2 separate regions of the Hordeum vulgare genome follow, and region 1 is linked to region 2. Evidence: chromatin contacts called from public HiChIP or PLAC-seq data. All regions are on one chromosome and are shown on one strand. The core of a region is the stretch at or near the end of the contact, and the rest is flanking DNA. Distances in the headings are between cores, read along the strand shown.

The links. HiChIP or PLAC-seq counts read pairs in DNA pulled down with a chosen protein or histone mark.
Region 1: an H3K4me3 HiChIP or PLAC-seq map of embryo shows a contact between it and region 2, with 7 times the contacts expected there. The contact joins the promoter of LOC123401431 here to the promoter of LOC123406188 in region 2. A contact is called at or near these places in 4 of 6 Hi-C or Micro-C datasets (leaf and seedling) and 1 of 1 datasets of contacts at active chromatin or transcription factors (embryo).

Annotation. Positions count from the first base shown.
Region 1 is chr6H:242,401,904-242,404,603 of MorexV3_pseudomolecules_assembly, reverse strand. It overlaps LOC123401431 (E3 ubiquitin-protein ligase GW2), which reads right to left and starts at 1,332. Exons shown (of 9, transcript XM_045095242.1): 1 at 869-1,332. The coding sequence starts at 1,066.
Region 2 is chr6H:241,731,910-241,734,609 of MorexV3_pseudomolecules_assembly, reverse strand. LOC123406188 (CLP protease regulatory subunit CLPX3, mitochondrial-like) reads left to right here and starts at 1,306. Exons shown (of 14, transcript XM_045099661.1): 1 at 1,306-2,143. The coding sequence starts at 1,415.

The DNA of each region.
Region 1 (2,700 bases), core at 83-2,582, 670 kb before region 2:
TCCTTGTGTCCAGTAGTAGCAGACCAGCAGCTCTTGTAGGTCAGCTACTGTAGCACCTTCCCTACAGCCTATATAAGAAGCAGGCGCCCCATATGTAAAATGAAGCTTGTGGCACTTGAGATGTCTAATAAAGCTTCCTGCTAGTAGGTAGCTCTTAGTGTGCGTGGGTGTGAAGGACATCTCTTTAGAGAGAGTCCTGGGCAGCAGCTAGAGAGCTAGTGATTCTAACAACTAGCACTGCCAAGCACTACTGCACTAACGCATGACAACAATACCACCGGGTCAGCCTACGGAATTAGAATAATCAACATATGCAGTGCTTCAATAGGACTAAATTAGAGACATCCAAACAATCCTAAGATAGCAGCCACCGAGACAGAAAAATGACAGAATTCACCTACAGCATGTGATGAAATAAAAATCTCAGGGCCACTTAAAATACATTTTGGACAATGCAAACACCACATGTGATCTATAGCAGAGTGGCTGATGCAGACACAGGCACCTAGCACAAGTGCTACTACGTTTTGCAAAGAAAAGGTGTTAACGAATTGTGCTACTTGACGAGGAAAATTACAATTAAACTGCAAAACGTGCCTAGGTTGAGTGAAATTGTAGGATTCAAAGACATAAATTAGAAGGCATTGAGTACAATCACGTTAATACTTACGCACCTCCTCCTCACGGCAGCGGCACTCTACGGTAGAACAAATGCAACCACTAATAATGAACCTAAACAATACGCAGTGACGCATCAAACGTTCCATCCCAATGAGATGTAGGCCACCACGCGGGGCACTCAAACAACCACCAACATCTGGAATTTGCAGGCGGGGGAGAAACCGGGGAGAGGAGAAAGATCTGTTACCAGGAAGCAGATGGGACACTCCTCCAGGTCAGCCCCCGCGGCGTCGTCAGCCCCCGGGTAGCAGGGCGCGAGCTTGGCCTCGAGGATCAGCTTGCGTAGCTTCTTCTGGTCGATATCCCTGTGCTCGTACAGCCCCTGCGGCCTCGTGTACCGCTCCTCCACCCCGGCCTTCCTCCTCCCTCCTATTCTGTTCCCCATCCCTCCCAGATCTAACCTCCTGCCACCCCTCCGCCGCCGCCGCCGCCGGAGACGAAACCCTTGCCCTGCGCCGCCTCACTGTAGATACATACGGTATACGCACGCGTACGCGATGTTGCTGGGCTTGGGGAGGGCCGAGGCGAGGTGGGATTACCCTGTTTTTAAAAATGCATTTCCCCTCGGGGTGGGAGAAAAGGGAAGGCAAAGCAAAAGAGAAGGGCGCACGCGACACTCCAGGACAACACAGCTCACTAGGCTTCGGCTTCTCTGCCGCTGCGCTGCGCTGCAAGACATATACAACTCTCGAAAATCTTCCATGTGAAGGAGATTTGTGACACGTAGGGGCTGGGGGCATGCAGATTCTGGATCGTCGACCCGCGACATGGCTTGTATGTTATGTAGGACCAAATCTAGATTTAGATGGTGTAGCGGAATCCTCATTAAAAGGCGGGTGTTTGGAAAAGAAATATAATTCGATGTAAAAATTTGAAAAGTTGAAGTGGAAAATAAAGATGCATGTGTATTGAAGTCTTTATTTTTCTATTCCTTAATGATGCCCACTAATAACAGCTTGTACTAAAGAGAAATATTCGATATAGATGTCTTAAACTACTTTTTTTTCATGAACCATCTGTATTCATATATTACTATTGTAATGTCTTAAAGACATGAATTATAGGCCACGCTGGACTGTTGTCCAAGCCTGCCACGTCCGCTCGAAGTGTCCAGCTTGACAAAAGGTATAGTTTACGAAGCCAAACGTCATCGTGCATCTTCAATAGTCGTGCAATCATCATGCGCTAAAAACATTTTGCACCACCAAAATAACGATCTTTAGTGTGCCGGAGGGCGTTGGCTCCAGCGGCCGCCGCAAAAAATAGCGCACACTAGCCGCTCCAGCAGGCGCGCTAAACTACAGCGTGCGTGAGGAGCCGACGCTAGCAATATATTCATCTTTTGACAATATGATGATATTTTAAACATCAAAACAAGACATAGCATGATTTAAAATCATCCAACCAATTTCATCATGACATAAAAGTTCGAAGACATGCCACATCACATCTCATCATCCAACCAAGTTCAAAATCACTCAACCAAGTTCATGACATAAAAATTCACACAAACAAATGGAACATCAACAATCATGCCGCATCCCCCTCATCTTCGTCCTCCTCTTCCTCCGGTTCTTCTTCCTCCTCTTCTTCATCATCGCGCCACATCATCATGGGGAGCTCGGAAGGTGTTGGCAAGATCTTCAACGGCATCATGCGAACGTACGTGAGATACAACGAAAAACATGCGTCCACCCATGTCACCCGAAGGTGCTCCCATGCCTCCCATGAGAGACGCAAAACTCATGCCTCCCATGCCCCCATGGTAGCTCTGAATCCACCCATGCCGCCCATGGTAACTCCGAAGCCATCCATGCCTCCCATGCCGCTCATGGTAGCTCCGAAGCCACCCATGCCTCCCATGTCGCCCATGGTAGCTCTGAAGCCACCCATGCCACCCATGCCTCCCATGCCTCTTTTTTGGACCAGGACTTCTTCACGGGCAAGGTTGACGTACTCCTTTTGCTTCTCATAGAGGGCAGATGTGTCCATGAAGATCAGGTATTTCTCCCATTCCAA
Region 2 (2,700 bases), core at 57-2,556:
GCTGAAAACAGCGTCAGTCCAGGTTAGTTCCATTCAAATCATGCAAAATATAGTCCAAAACAAGGGTACAAGAGTTTGGAAAAGTAGATACGTTGGAGACGTATCACTCACCTTAGCCTGATCGTAATGGGAGTATCATAAGGCTGATCATAGTGGGGGTATCATAAAGTAGTACAATGCATATGATACTATTGTATGATACTACCTTCATAATGCATAGTATCATAAACTAGTATCATATATAACCTTATTTATTGACATGCATGACACAAAATAACATAACATTTTACATGTTATGATATCTACCAATGTTACTCTAACCATCTCTTTTTTTTAATTATTTGCCACATCAGCATGTTTGCTAGTCCCAAATACATGATACTACCTATGTTACTCCCACTATGGCCATCCTAAGTAGTACTCTCTCAATTCTAAATATAAGTCTTTTAAGAGATTTCACTAATGAACTACACACGGAATAAAATAAGTGAACATACACTCTAAAGGATGTCTATATACATCCGTATGTAGATTTTAGTGTACCTCTAAAAAGACTTATACTCCATCCGTTCCTAAATATAAGTCTTTTAAGATATTTTATTAGGAGTCTACATACGAAGCAAAATGAGTGAATCTACACTCTAAAGTATGTCTATATACATTCGTATGTAATCCGTTAATGAAATCTCTTTAAAGACTTATATTTAGAAACGGAGGGAGTATTTAAGAACGGAGGGAATATTATACATGCCAACTAGGCATATTTAATGAGGTAACATAAAATAAAATAAAGAAAGAAAGAATTTAATACTCCCTCCGTTCTTAAATATAAGTCTTTTAAGCAATTTCACTAATGGTCTATGTACGAAGCAAAATGACTGAATATACATTCTAAAGTATGTCTATATACATCCGTATGTAATTTACTAGTGAAATCTCTATAAAAACTTATATTTAGAAACGGAGGGAGTATCATATTATGATACATTATCATACAATAATATCATATAGTGTACTCTCTCCGTTCCTAAATATAAGACCTTTTAGAGATTGCATTATAAACTATATACAAATGTATATAGACATATTTTAAAGTATAGATTCACTCATTTTGTTTCGTATGTAGTCTCCTAGTGAAATTTTTAAAAGGTCTTATATTATATTTTGGAACGAGATTACATTATACCCTCCGTTACAACTAGCCTTATCCGGTTGTAAGATTCTGGACTCGCCGTGCCGGAGTCCACGTATGTACAGGCCCCCACCACGTAAAAAGCTCACAAACACGCGAGGAAACAGCGCAGGAATAACCACACCCGCTACCACAGGAAACACGACCCATTCTCGCTCTCTCTCTCCGTCGACTCCCCCCCACCCCCAATCCGCCGCTCCGCACGCGCTTCTCGCCTCCGCCATGTCTGGCCTCCTCCGGTGGAGGCGCCTCGCCGCCGCAGCCACGCGCGCCGCCTCCACCCTGACCGCAGCCGAATGCTCCCCTGCCATCGCGGCGGTCCCGCCACCGCACCGGCTCCTCCAGGATCGGCGCAAGTGGGAGGGCCCCTCGTCCTCCTCCGGGGGCGGCTCCTCCTCGTCCTCCTCTAACGACGAGCCGGAGCCGCGGCGCATCCGCGCGGAGGCCCACTGTCCGCGCTGCTCCAAGCACATGGACATCCTCTTCTCCCACCGCGCCGCTCCCCGCTCAGCCCCCGCCGCTGCCGGCGGCTATCAGACGCTCAACCTCTGTCCCAACTGCCGCACCGCCTACTTCTTCCATCCCAACCACCTCGAGCCACTTCAGGGCACCTTCGTCGAGATCGGCCGTGTCCGGGCTGACCTGCCCCCGGACGGTGTCAGGGACCCGTCCTCCTGGAAAGCCATCCGTGCGAGTTCGTCTTCGCGCGACGATGGGGATGGTAGTGGCGTGGCCGTGCATGTGCCGCCCGGGCCACCGTTCCACCCTAGCCTTAACGTAGTCCGCGTAGCCGGAGGCGGTGGCGGGGGAGGAGCTGCTGGCGGTGGGGCCGAGGAGGGAGGGGGAAAGGACGGATGGGGCGGGTCGAACCTTGGGAAGGATTTTCCGACGCCTAAGGAGATTTCGAAGGGCCTCGATAAGTATGTGATTGGGCAAGACCGAGCCAAGAAGGTGAGGATTCTATACAACTCTTTGCTGTAGTCATGGTCCCGTTCATTTGTTTTAGTTACTGTTCATATTAGAGAGGGCATTTTGCGCTGTTTTTCGTCCGCCCGTGGGAAATATTGGGTTCTTAATGCTGAATCCAAATGTTAGGGTAACTCCAATGCATGACCCCAAATCGTCCGTTCGCGTCCGTTTGAGGGTAAACAGACACAAACCGTGGCCCAACGTGTGGGAGCAAACGAAAAAATGTCCGTTTTCGGTCCGCTTTCGATCCATTCCTGGCCCAAGTTTGGGCCGCAAAGCGGCCAAACAAACACGCGTGGACGGGCGCTACACGAGCCCTTGTCCGCCCTTGGCCCGTCCGTCGATGACACGACCCTTTTTCTTCCTTCCCTTTCCCCGCTCCTCCCTCGGCCCCTCGCCATCGCCATCGTCATGCTCGTCGTCCACCTTGCTTTGCCCGTTGGTGGAACGACCCCTTTTCTTCCTCCCCCGTCGTTGCTCCGCCTTCCGCCCGCAGTTGTCCACTTTGTTGCCTGCGAAGGGGCTCGATGTGCCCTTTT